Regions from separate parts of the Mus musculus genome. Here all the other regions are linked to region 3. Evidence: chromatin contacts called from public HiChIP or PLAC-seq and promoter capture Hi-C data. All regions are on one chromosome and are shown on one strand. The core of a region is the stretch at or near the end of the contact, and the rest is flanking DNA. Distances in the headings are between cores, read along the strand shown. Region 1 holds the start of Insyn2b (inhibitory synaptic factor family member 2B). Region 2 holds the start of Lcp2 (lymphocyte cytosolic protein 2). Region 3 holds the start of Fbll1 (fibrillarin-like 1).

What was found. Promoter capture Hi-C pulls out the DNA fragments that hold promoters and counts their contacts. HiChIP or PLAC-seq counts read pairs in DNA pulled down with a chosen protein or histone mark.
Region 1: a contact with region 3 is called in a promoter capture Hi-C map of embryonic stem cells, with 2.5 times the contacts expected there. The contact joins the promoter of Insyn2b here to the promoter of Fbll1 in region 3. A contact is called at or near these places in 4 of 39 promoter capture datasets (embryonic stem cells, frontonasal cranial neural crest, hippocampal neurons and 1 more).
Region 2: an H3K27ac HiChIP or PLAC-seq map of double positive thymocytes shows a contact between it and region 3, with 8 times the contacts expected there. The contact joins the promoter of Lcp2 here to the promoter of Fbll1 in region 3. A contact is called at or near these places in 1 of 39 promoter capture datasets (pre-B cells) and 1 of 115 datasets of contacts at active chromatin or transcription factors (double positive thymocytes).

Annotation. Positions count from the first base shown.
Region 1 is chr11:34,313,545-34,318,159 of GRCm38.p6, reverse strand. Insyn2b (inhibitory synaptic factor family member 2B) reads right to left here and starts at 3,338. Exons shown (of 4, transcript NM_001025382.2): 1 at 3,215-3,338. The region is part of intron 27 of Dock2 (dedicator of cyto-kinesis 2); the gene reads left to right.
Region 2 is chr11:34,043,821-34,048,234 of GRCm38.p6, reverse strand. It overlaps Lcp2 (lymphocyte cytosolic protein 2), which reads right to left and starts at 1,307. Exons shown (of 21, transcript NM_010696.4): 1 at 804-1,307. The coding sequence starts at 881. All of the region lies in intron 4 of 4930469K13Rik (RIKEN cDNA 4930469K13 gene), which reads left to right.
Region 3 is chr11:35,797,608-35,802,290 of GRCm38.p6, reverse strand. It overlaps Fbll1 (fibrillarin-like 1), which reads left to right and starts at 3,407. Exons shown (of 1, transcript NM_001004147.3): 1 at 3,407-4,683. The coding sequence starts at 3,857.

The sequences.
Region 1 (4,615 bases), core at 2,089-4,588, 1.5 Mb after region 3:
TTCAAGTAAAAGAAATCCCCCAGCGTGTTTTGCTCACAGAGGTACAAACTCACTGAGCGGCTGAACTTGACACTCAATAACCAAAAGGCCACTGAGAGTTGAAGGCCGTAGCGTCACTGCGGCCAAGCTGCAGTGGGAAGCAGTTAAATTGGTTCACTGACAGTCACTGGTAGACAGTTACCATTTCCTCTGTGCTGGGAATTTTACCTGGTTAATCTGCTTAGTTTTGTGGAATACAGCCAATAGCATGAAGATGATGATGATAATTAATAATAACTGGTACTTAATGAAGGCTCTATACGTTCAAGCTTTTTTATATAAATTAATTCAATCTTTTATTCTCCATATAAAATAAAGAGGTTTTGGGTTTTTTTTTTTTTAATCTTCTTTGACACATTAGGCAAGCAAGCTACACAAGATCCTCCTGCTCAAGGTCACAGGCACATGGCTAAGATTGGAAATCTGGTTACCTGGCTTCAAGACACTTCTCACTTCCCCTGCTTGTGGCTATGTATCAAGTAAGCATTAGATATGAGCTTCTTGGAACACAGACTGAGCCACCCTGCTGCCCCCCCCCCCCTGGTGCCCAGCACTGTAGCCAGACTTGGCATTGCTATAAGAGAACACACTGGATACCTCAGCAGCCCTAAAGACTTTTCCACATTACAACTCCCAGAGGCCTGACGAAGCTCTGAGATGAATGGATTTCAGAGCCTTTGCTTTTCCTGACACCACAACCTCCCACCTCCAATCAGTCCTGGATCCACCATACAGACAGCACTAGTTTAATCCAAGAATAAAATTGGTTACATAAGCACACAGCAGACATGGGGGTGAGCAGAGGAACAGCCTGGGAGCAGCATTTGGCCACTCTCAGTCTCCAAAGTGTAGCCTGTTCACAGAACTTTTCATCTCCCCGTGAGCATCCCTCCGCACGCAAAGTTTCCTTCATCTTCTCTCCTTGGTGCTTTCTATATTGTATTTTATTTTGGTCGTGCGCATTATCTGAAGTTACCATAGCAACGCGTCACCAGCTGCTATCTCATAGTAATGTTGGCATTTAGGTAGCAAGCTCCTGGAGCTGACTTCCTTCCTTCTGTGTTCTCACCTCTCCCACCAATCCCAGGTGAGCGGGGTGCCTCCCAGCAGCCAAGCCCCCCTCCTTGATTTTGTTCTCCAAAGCAGAGCAAATGATTGCTTTGCCTTCTTTGCCACAGTTTACTCTAGCACCACAAGAGTCTCAACTCTGTGTGTGTGTGTGTGTGTGTGTGTGTGTGTGTGTGCTCTAGAGTGTGTATGTGAGTGTGTGTACCTACATATGTGTGTTTGAATTAAAGGTTGCTAAGTAGGAATGGTTAAACTGAATGTTGTATGCAGAACTATTAGTATTTCCAATAATAATATGATATGGAAGAGACTTTTAATACAAAGGAGCCAGGGTAATGATTTGGGGAGAGTTCCTACCAAAACTGAAGTCGTCTGCTATGTTGCTCACACACTATCGGTTTCCTCTTGTTTCCTTACCAGCACATAGTAAAGAGAGCCTGACTGGTTGTCCTTTTCCTCAAAGCTTCAGTTCTCTCCCAGATGTGCGAGACCTCTGAGTGTAGTGATGAGCCGGATTAATTAAAGGACTTGATTGTCTCAGATAGCCGAAGAAGGTCCTATGCGGCAAATATACCCCTCCACTCCAGCATTAAGTAGCCCCTCATCAGCCAAGTGCCTGCAATGATTGCACTTATTTTTACACGTTTGACCTAGTTTCAAACTGTGTCTCTTCATGCTGTGATTCATTAGCCACATTTTAAACCACCCGATTAGAGCGAGGTGACTCTGCCTGCTTTGCGCCAGAGACTCAGATTCAATTTCTCTCTGGAATTTAATATGCAAGTCCCTCTGGTACTCTGTTTTAAGAAGCAATTTCCTATCCGGGCACCTGGCATGCTGCTTTGGTATGGATGAGTGGCTGCCTCATGCCGTGGTAGTAAATATATGTCGATTATAGAATTTCTGCCAGGAATAAAAAGAAGAGGGTTCTAATTGGCTCAGATTGCAGGGAATCCCCCAACTCCCCGAGAACCCCATGCAACATTAAGGCTTTTCTAGGTCATTGGAGGGGATGGGAGTTTGAACTTTTAATGATATAAAGTTGGAGCAGCAGTCGACCTTAGGGCTATGTTGGCTGCCAGGGCAAATAGTCTGATTGTCACCCCAACCATCCTTCCCCAATTTCTCTAAGCATTTTAGATACGGCAGGTATGAAAGTCTGGTCTCAAACTTGTGAAAATGGGAGAGGGCCAAGACACACTTGCCATTTTGAAGACAATCTTGAAAGGGGCTAGCCGTCAGAGAAGCACTAAGTGATTCCATTACTCCTTCATTGCATGAGAAATCGTGAATGGCTATTCAATTCAAATGACAGAGCCTTTAATGAACCTACTGCCTGTGGCTCGTTCTACTTCAGGGAGTCTGTTAGTCACATCTGTGTGATCACCTAAGGATCGATACCAAAGTGAGCTAGGCTGTGGTAGAAAAATCAGGATGCTTCCGGTTCAAGATAAAGCAGTCAATTTTTGATTAACAGGCAAATGCAAGTGACTTGTCTAAACTTCCATGACAGTGCATGCAAATCCTAGTGAAAGGCACCCAACCGGGCTTTTCTACATGCTGATCTGGACAAAGAAATTAACAAGCTGGTAAAGTGACTTTGATTGATCTGTGAACTCTAACACACTGACTGATTCCTAATAAAACAATAATGGTTTATTTCATAAAATGGTCAAACTCTCCAATGAAGAATGGAAAACCCCTCTCTCTTTTTTCATTATTTAAAGATAGAAAGAAAAAAAAGGCAGAGAAGTTTCCTTAAACAAACCCTAAGAGAATGCAGCCCGTTCGAGGTAATTCCAGCAACTTGAGCTCCTCTGAGGTTCGCTCTTTGCATTTCCTCCTCTTCCAATTCAAATCAAGCCACTGGGAATAACAAGCCTTGCGGATCGAGGCGTTTGGGGCAGCCTGCAGTTCTGACAATGGTGGATTTTCACCACACACACCCACACAAGCTCACAGTCTCAGCACTCATTTAAACCAAAGATTTAAAGTAGACTGCTGTCCAAGAGACAACAGCATTTTTTTCCTACAAGATCATCGATTTAAAAAAAAAAAGAAAAAAGAAAAAAAACAAAAAAAAATCAAACCTTCCCATATCTCTTACCTCCAAGCAGTGGAATTACCTGCAGAAGATGCCGCCCCTTCCTTGTACAACGAGCCAGCCTTTGACCAGAAGCAAGATAACTCCAAACGAAGGAAAAAATAAGCCCTTTATATTGTAATTTTCACTGTTTATATGCAAGAAGTGTAGTGGGTCTGCTCACGTAGGAATAAATAAAAAGCCGAACAAACTGCACAGCAGCTACCATGTGAAAAGAAAAGCCCTCTAGTGGCCACAGGATGAATTCTTTAAGGAAGGGAGAGAAGAGAGGAGACGGAGGGAGCAGGAACTGAGGAAGCCCAGGTAAACACACACACACACACACACACACACACACACACACACACACACACACACACACCACACACACCTACCTCTAGCTCTTCAAACTCTAGAATCTCCCTTCCCTACATTTAGGCTACCCAGAGGTATGAAATCCATCTCTTAATTTCAGTGCGACCTTGTTAAGTTAGCCAGGATGCAGCTGCTTCAGCCTGGTTTGAAAGAGTTGAGTAATTTCACAAACTCACTACTACCCACCCTGGAGGTCTCGCCAGGAAATAACAAGCAGGTGGGATCCCCAAGGCTTTGGATTCCTACACTCAAAGTGGCTAGAGCCCCCTGAAAGTCTAAGCTTGGTGCTTTGGGCCAGATATCCATGTTTTCTAAACATGGGGTGGGTTTAGCGGTCACCAGCTTCTGTGCAGGTGACCTGCTTAGTCATCGAGTTCCTTCTTTTAAAAGGCCACTCAGCTGTTCCAAAATGATCCATAATACTTTTAAGTGAGGACCCTACATCTTTGCCTCATTCCGTTCTATAGCTGGCCCTGCTGACTGAGAAGGCATGACACCCCTAACGTCCTAATTGAAAAACACCAGGAAGCAAACGAGAGCCTGTACCTATGTTAGCTACTTTGGCAAATGAGTGCATGGAACACATTAAGCAACCTAAGAGACCTACCAAAGAATGCAGAGGGTACTTCCTAGGGGCCATAAGCACTGTCCATCACTCGAGCAGACCTACAGGCTGGCTGATATACAGGTTACATGCATGCATATTCAATATTTTTAACAACAGGAGACTTTTTTAAACAAAGGCCACAGACTGTCAGATACACACACACACACACACACACACACACACACACACACACACACAGAGAGAGACAGAGACAGAGACAGAGACAGAGAGACAAGAACAGAGACAGATAGACAGACACAGAGACACACACTCAGGTATCACACACCTTTATTTTTCAAATAAAATTTCAAATAAAATTTCAAATGAAATTTCCAAGCCTATCTTCAGCAGTGGGAGTCCCTGGACACTCCTTGTATCCCACCAGTAACCAGGCAACCTTCAAAAAAAATCTGGCCTGGCCTGGTTCACAGTGAGACCTCCTC
Region 2 (4,414 bases), core at 58-2,557, 1.8 Mb after region 3:
CATGTGGTCACAGTTAGCTGTTAACAAGGATCTTGCCTATCTCCTCCTATCCTGGAAATCAGGACAGCAGAACTCTGGTCCAGCCTGACTTCTAAGTCTGCTGAACTTGTCTTCTACGTCCCTAACTATCCTGGGGCTTATGTCTGTTTTCTGGACAGCTTTCCAGGATTCTCATAAAACTCCAGTGAGGCTCTGGCCAATAAAGAGACTCTAGCCTTCTTCCAGGATCATGAACAACAGATGTCAAAACACCAGTGTTCATCCAGCTCTCTGTTCTAACCTCCTGCCCTGCCTGTTCATTTTCCTACCCCATCTCTCCCTTTCTAGTAAGTAGCCTTTACCACAGTAAGCCTCTGCAGCTCAGAGCATGTGCTTTAAGGCTAAATAGGCAAGACTCCAATCTAACCTGATTGCAGAAGACTCAAGAGCTTTGGAACGCTTCAACTCCCCGAGCTGACTTTTCAGCTGAGCAAAATAATGATGTTGTTACAACGCAACACTGTCAATGCAGATTGTTAGTATGTCAACACGGATCTCCCATGACAGTGGGTTGTGTCTGACAAGACACAGTCTGTAGAGCACTGGAAGTACAGGCAGTGTGTCTAGGGACTTGTGTAGCTGAGGGCCCTCCCCCCTATCTTTCTCTACAGGACACGTTACCAAGAAAGCAATGTCTGTCTGTCTCCTATATCTACCACTATACCATACACCTTCCACATACTGTCCACAGTCCACCTCCTGTCTCTGCCCACCCAACCAAAGACATACCAGACCAACCAAAGGCACAAGAGGGAAAGACCCACCTTCCTGAAATAGTCAGCGAGGTTGTCTGAGTTCCAGGCTAGGACCTCTGAGCGAAACGGGACATTCTTCAAGGCCATGGCTGCTCTACAGGGAGAGGCTCACAAACTGAGGAGAGGCGATGCAGCCATGAACAGGGGAAAAGCCCAGATCCAGAGCTCTGAGGTGTCCTTGGCTCTTCTGATTCCCAGATGCTCTCAGGAACACCCTTGTTGAAGAGGACTCTTTTCTGCTGTAGCCAGATCCCCAAAAGCAGCGGCTTCCCCTGTGAACAAATATGGTCTCTTCTCAGAAAACGACTCAGCTAGTTTCCTTTACCACTTCCTCTGCTGACTTCTAAATAAGTAAACAAGGAAGGACAGCTCTGGGGGTTCATAATGCAGAGAGAGAGAGAGGGGAGAGAGAGAGAGAGAGAGAGAGAGAGAGAGAGAGAGAGAGAGAGAGAGAGAGAGATTGTTAATTCCCCACTGGCCCAGACACCCCAGCCAAGCAGGAAGAGGAACAAAGGGGGCTTAAACTCCAGTGTCAGTTCAAGTATTTTTTTTCCCATTAGTATTACAGACACTCAAAGCTGGGCACCATATTTGTGCTTGGCTGACTCTTTGCAGATAAGGATCTCTTTTGACAGTTCCTTAAAATTATCTATAATTTCATCCACTAGTGAACTGTGGGAGAAGGAAGATAGTCTCTCAATGTTTTCTGACCTCCTTCCCCACCAGTTTGTTCTTATTGAAAGCAGTGTGGCCTTCAGCTGCTTCTTGGTGTTATGAAGCCTGGCTCCTTAGCAGCCAGGAGAGGTAATAATGCTACAGGTCAGAGGAACAGCTCCATTTCTGATAGGAATGTTTATGCACTGTAGCTTTGAGCATGAAATGACAGTCTAGGCAGACAGTTTCCATATCTGCAAGGCAGGGAAACAAAGGGGTTATACACATAAAACTTTAATGCATTTGCTAGGCAAATGTAAAGATAAAAAGTTTAAAGAATTGTTGCTATTGATGGCACACCTTCTATACGCTGTGCTTTTTTTGTCTTATATTCTGTCTACCATTGTTTCTTCCATATATGGCATTTGCTTTTGATTCTACCATATGCCTAGGCAAAGAGTATATATAATGCCTGGAGATGGGAGAGGGGGATCTGTTGCTTCCTCCTCCAGTCTCAGACTCTATACACTTCTCACAGACTGATACAACCATTGGCAGTGAGTGTGACCTGAGGTTAAAGCATTGGTGCATAAGGCAACCTGCAAACGCAGGTTAGCCAGGATTCCATCTGTATGTGCACATACATGAGTGCACATATGGAAATGCACACACACACACACACACACACACACACACACACACACACACCTAGTTCTCTGTTCCAATGCTTGAATAGCGCACCATTGGTACGTGAGGTGCTGTTCCTGAAGGTTTGTCAAGGGTAGCTTTAGTCATGTGTGCTTTCCATTTTCTATAGACTACAGGAAGCCCTGCTGCCTCTAGCAGCTGTCTCAGTACCTGATTGTGAGCTTAAATGAGATGCAGATGCAGATGCAGTGCCAGGCCCAGTCCCTGAAACATGCTCCATGCTGCTGATCTGCAGGAAATGCCCAGGTATGTTACATAAAGCTCAACTGTGGCTGACGCTCAATGGACCACTGCCCTGCTGCTCCAAAGCTCCCTTCTCAGTGAGAGACATTATTTCATCTTTCAAATCAGCAGCATGGCAGCCAATTGAAAATGGAGAGTAAAGAAGGCATCATGGAATGAACCTAGGCTTTATGTATAAGCTTGGAGAGTGGAGTGGATAGGTGAGAATTCTGGACCCCAGTCAATCAAATAACCAATCAATCAAATAACCAATCAATCAATCAATGTCAAAATAGAGAAATTCTAGGAAAAGGAATATTGCAGATCATCCTTTAAAACCAAAGCAATAAATTGTGTGTGTGTGTGTATATGTGTGTGTGGGGGGGGAGAAGGTGTCCTGTTTTTAATATTACTCACCCAACTCAGGGTGACCAGGACAATGACAATGAACATAGTAGAGGTGCAAGGGCACAGAAAGCCCCTCCAGTGTGTCAGGACATGTGCTGAGACCTTTATACCACCCCTCCCTATGGTTAGCATAGGTATTATTCCAACTGCACAGAAGGGAGCCATGAAGTCAGAGTAGAGAAGCACCTGCTTGCTCCCTAAGCACCTCCATGAGCACATCCCAGTCTTATCCAGAATGTACCTGAGTCCAGAGTCACTGTCCCTTGTCATTTGTCTCCTCTGGGGTCTGCATGCTTTGTCAATGCCCAGAATGGAGTTAGGATTCACTCCAGGCCTGTTTGCCATGCTTGGACAGTGTCCCTTTATGCATAAGGGACAGTTTATGGATTACAGCCTACAAAAAGCTAGTGAGTTGCTGATCTGAAATGTCTTTTCCAATGTGTCCCTTGACCATTGGACCGCAGGTCCATACCTCAGATAAATCACCAGGGAGAGAGAGAGAGAGAGAGAGAGAGAGAGAGAGAGAGAACACAGATGATCAAAGCCAAAACTTGTCTCAGGCCTTAGACTTTTCCCACCCCCAGGGTGATTTCTCAATAATTTTAGGTTTTACATCTCCTGTGTCCGGCTGAAGTGTTCTAGAAACATCCAAGGCAGGGCAGCTCTTATTAAACAAAGAGGCTTTCAGGAAACCAAGAGAATGTCTGTGACCAGGTGTCAGTTCACTTATTCCAAACTAGGTCTCTTTATAAGAACAATGGGCAAGCCTTTGCACTTAGCTCAAGATGGCAGCGGTACGAGAATGACAATAACTAGGCTCATTGTCAAGGTCTTATTCTCTTGAGTGTGAGCATGAGGCAGAAAAGCAGGTAGGGACCAGCAAAGACCTAACATTGGATGCAAAGGAGATTCTTGTGAAGGGACAACCAACCAGTCTTATCCTGTCTCACTCAAGCTCAACCAGGTAGAGAAACCTAGTGCTTATGAAGAAGCAAGTTGAAAGGCTAGTCACGAGGAGAAGGCGCCAGAATCTGCCAGAGTTCCTTATATAAGATGGTATAGCTCTTTTACATAACACATACACGGCCTCTCAGATACTTTGAGCCATCTTTAGACAACTGATGATAGTAGTCCTAATGCTCTGTGTGTAGCTGTGACACTGTGTTGTTTAGGGGACACTGACAAGGAAAAGAAACTCTATCCACGGTAAGAGTAGATCCAATTTTTAAAACCACTTTTCATCTGCTGTTGGATGAGCATTTGGTTATAGAATCTGCGGACACAGAGCACCAACCACATGTCTCATGATATAAGAACATCACAAATACAGCACTGAGCCAGTGACAGTGGCTGGGGGGTGGGGGGGGGTGTCACAGAACGGGAATCAAGAAGCTGTGGGAAGGAAAGCAATAATTGCAAATGTCTGACTTTAGAACCTAGGGACAAACAATGGATATTCATCTCCTCCTTTCCTTACTCCACCAAGCCTAGATGTAGAGCATCCGCCTCTCTCCCTCTACCCACAGCAGAAGCACAGGTGAGAAAAATGGCAATTTATTAAAAGAGACCAGGAAGCTGCTGCTCCTATATGTGGCTGTGGAGGAAGGATCCTGGGGAATTATTATATC
Region 3 (4,683 bases), core at 2,158-4,657:
AGAGGACTTCAGACAGGCAGGCAGACAGACAGACAGACAGACCATCTACTGTGACCAGGGTTCCAGGGCATGTAGCTATCTTCAGACACAGCAGAAGAGGGCGTCAGATCTCATTACAGATGGTTGTGAGCCACCATGTGGTTGCTGGGATTTGAACTCAGGACCTTTGGAAGAGCAGTCAGTGCTCTTAACCGCCATCTCTCCAGTCCTTAATCCGGTTTCTTATATTGTGGTGACCCCTCCAACCATAAAATTATCTTGTTGTTACTTCATAACTATAGTTTTGCTCCTGTTATGAATCATAATGTAAATATATAATACGCAGGATATCTGATAGGCAAGCCCTGTGGAGACTGCAACCCACATGTTGAGAACTGCTGTCAAATCATCAACTAATTCTTTTTTATTATCATTAATTTTTGTTTGTTTGTTTGTTTGTTTGAGACAGGGTTTCTCTTTGTAGTCCTGGCTGTCCTAAAACTCACTCTGTAGATAAGGCTGGCCTTAAACTCAGAGATCTGCCTGCCTCTGTCTCCCAAGTGCTGAGATGAAAGGTGTGTGCCACCATCAGGCTATAATTCCTTTTTAAGAAAATTATTAGTTGTGTATAAGTTGCTTGGGTTGAGTTTCTGGCACGAACTGTTGATGCTGTGCTCTAAATTCTCAGGTCCGCTTCTGATTTCAGTCGCAGTGGGGCTGAAAAGCTACTGTAATGAAGGCAGCCTCCCGTTTCCCATGCCTCAAGGTCACTGCATCACCCTGGAGCTTGCTGAAGCATGAATAACAATGGGAAACCATTCCCAACATTAGTGGAAGGGCAAATTAAATGGTGGATTCACTTCCCAGCCCCAAAGCCAAAAGCACATCATTTCTTTCCTTTTTGGTTTTTGTTTTCGAGAAGGGTTTCTCTGTGTAGCCTTGGCTGTCCTGGACTTCTCTGTAAACCAGGCTAGCCTTGAACTCTTAGAGACCCACCTGCCTCTGCTTCCTGAATGCTGGGATTAAAGGTGTGCTCCCCCGCTGCCTGGCTATCAACACATCATTTCTTTGGATACTTTGCACACCATTCTTAAGACAACCCGTCGCACCTCCAGCACCCACAGTGTTCCTCCTCCTCCTCCTCCTCCTCCTCCTCCTCTTCAAGATTTATTTATTTATTTATATATTTTACGTACGTGAGTACACTGTTGCTGTCTTCAGCCATACCAGAAGAGGGCATCTGATGCTCATTACAGATGGTTGTGAATCACCATGTGGTTGCTGAGAATTGAACTCAGGACCTCTGGAAGAGCAGTCAGTTCTCTTAACCACTGAGCCATTTCGCCAGCCTGTTTCTCTGCTTCTTAATGTCCTCTCTAGCTGCCCTGTCCTCATTCTCCTAGCTCTATCTGTGATCTTGACATCACCTCTGTACTGGCTAGTTTTGTGTCAACTTGACACAGCTGGAGTTACCACAGAGAAAGGAGCTTCAGTTGAGGAAATGCCTCCATGAGATCCAACTGTAAGGCATTTTCTCAATTAGTGATCAAGGGGAAAGGTCCCTTGTGGGTGGGACCATCTCTGGGCTGGTAGTCTTGGGTTCTATAAGAGAGCAGGCTGAGCAAGCCAGGGGAGGCAAGCCAGTAAACAACATCCCTCCATGGCCTCTGCATCAGCTCCTGCTTCCTGACCTGCTTGAGTTCCAGTCCTGACTTCCTTGGTGATAAACAGCAGTATGGAATTGTAAACTGAATAAACCCTTTCCTCCCCAACTTGTTTCTTGGTCATAATGTTTGTGCAGGAATAGAAACCTTGACTAAGACAACCTCCATCAGGACGCATATGAAACACACACACACAAATAAATAGTTTTTCATGCAAAATGGATGCTGGCAAATCTGAAATCATCAAAACCAACACCCTTCTTCAAAAGTTGTTGGATAAGAAGCACTAATGTTCCGGGTTAAATGCTATTAGGTAGCATAATTCTCTCTTCCTTGGAGAAGAGCAGCCTTTTAATTTATACAGGGCTTCAACTGATCAAATGAAACTTACCCACACAATGCAGGACAATCTGTTTTACTTGACAAATGTAAATGATAACCTCATCCAATCACTGCCCAGAAACAACCAGAATAATATTTGATTAAGTATCTGAGCATCCCATGGCCAATTCAAATATATGCAAAAACTAGTCATTACAAGGTCTGATTGGTGGAAACACAACCAAGACAGCAAATGTAACTCATTTTAGAGAATACTCTTCAAATTGTAATTAGAGTGTTTCCCACGAACAAGCTATCACAGGAATCCTGCATTTCTTCCTCTGCCACCTTCTCTATATCCTCATGCAGACTTGTGGCCCTCATCAAGAAAGTCTTATAATACTCAGGGGTGAACAGCCCTGCCATTGCTGTCTGTGGATGTGAGACAGGAGAGGAGATTAATGTGTGCACATATGGGGAGTTAATATCCTCTCCCTGTGTCATGTTCTAGTTCTTAGGTGCATTCCACTGAAGAAATATAGTTTTTAGCTTGGCTAATGTGCACCAAAGCTATTTGCAAAAGCTTTTCCCTTCCCCCTGCTGCTTGAGGAATTTTCCCTTTCCCTGCCAATATAAGCAAGTTCAATAGTTCAATACCACCCGGGCCCTTCCCCATCTGAGAGGACTGACTAAGAGGTCATGATGACCACAGTTGACCAGAGCAAGATTAGCAGTTCTCAAAAATTAGCTATAACACAGATAACAGTCCTTGGAAATCCTGCCTCAGTTTGAATTCCACAATAAACCACATACTGTCCTAACCTTGCTGACGAAGTTTTCTGGCACATCAACAGCTGATCACTAAAATTAAAAATACACTATTGCTTTGCTAGCCAATAATGATATCACTGTGAGGTGCCCCCCTTTCAAAGATTATAAAAAAGATGTACTTTTGACAATCGGGGTTTACTCTCCCTGCGAGGCTGAGCAACGCCCCCCCCCCCCATGGTTTTATTCCACGCACGTTAGAATAAAAACCTCTTGTCATTGTTGCAGCGTTCTGCCGTCAAGCTGTGTGTTTCTGGGGGTCGCGTTCTCAACACTTGGGCCCTTGGGGGCCCAACACCATCTCCCTGGACTTGGCACTTAATTCCACTAACAGGGAGGTCAGACATGTGCTTAGATCAGCTACACAGAAGTCCAGCTTGGCCCCAAAGCCACCAATAGTGGTCAGAAGAGACGTGTTTGAGGTAGCTGTCCCTGGTGCTGACTGGACGCTAAAGCCTATGTAGGGACGTCTGGGTTTCTATCCGCGGTGCTGCCCATTTCTTCCTCCAGTTCCTCAAGGTTTGGATGAAAGAATGGTTTTTAAAGCACAGACGAAACATCGAAGTAATTTCCTTTTTTTTTTTTTTTCTGAAGTAAGTGCCATATGATTTAGGTTACACATAGGTTTCCTGCTGACACACGGGAGAGCAAGAAACTAAGAAACTCAAGGACTAGTGGATGCGCGCTTCCCATCTCTCTGCCACAGAGACGCTTGGCCACTGCGAGATCCAGGGAAAGAAGCTGGAGTCCCTGGGAAAGCAGAGAATAAATACCAGCAGACTCGAGAGAAGGCAAAGGGTTACAAGTGAGCAGGCTGTGTCTGCGCGCAGCTGGTGCAGGGGGGCTTCCGGGGCTACAGGGGCTACAAAACGGCTGTGATGCAATCACGCAAGTCACCGCGTCAAAGCGTGGATCCGGGGATGTGCGCACCGCGGCCCCCTGCATCCCGCTGCGGCTAATCCTGCGGGCAGCCGCCGCCAACAATTTGTCCCCATTCCGCAGCAACCGCCCGGGTCCCTCGCGATCCCCGACCACCGCGGCAGTTCCTGAGAGCTGCGGGGGCCATGAAACCCGCGGGCGGCCGCGGCGGCTGGGGCTGGGGTGGCGGCAAGGGAGGCAGCAAGGGAGGTGACACGGGCTCAGGGACCAAAGGCGGCTTCGGGGCACGCACACGCGGCTCCAGCGGCGGCGGCCGGGGCCGGGGACGAGGCGGCGGCGGGGGCGGCGGGGGCGGCGGCGGCGACAGGCAGCGACGCGGCGGTCCAGGCAAGAACAAGAACCGCCGCAAGAAGGGCATCACGGTGTCGGTGGAGCCGCATCGGCACGAGGGCGTGTTCATCTACCGCGGCGCGGAGGATGCTCTGGTCACACTGAACATGGTGCCTGGAGTCTCGGTGTACGGCGAGAAGCGCGTCACCGTGATGGAGAACGGGGAGAAACAGGAGTACCGCACGTGGAATCCCTTCCGCTCCAAATTGGCAGCGGCCATCCTGGGCGGCGTGGACCAGATCCACATCAAGCCCAAGTCCAAAGTGTTGTACCTGGGCGCCGCCTCCGGAACCACTGTCTCACACGTCTCCGACATCATCGGCCCCGACGGCCTGGTCTATGCGGTTGAATTCTCCCATCGCGCCGGCCGCGATCTGGTCAACGTGGCCAAGAAGCGCACCAACATCATCCCGGTGCTGGAAGATGCCCGGCACCCGCTCAAGTATCGCATGCTCATTGGCATGGTGGACGTGATCTTCGCCGATGTGGCCCAGCCAGATCAGTCGCGCATCGTGGCGCTTAACGCCCACACCTTTCTGCGCAACGGAGGCCACTTTCTCATTTCCATCAAGGCCAACTGCATCGACTCCACAGCGTCTGCCGAGGCCGTGTTTGCTTCTGA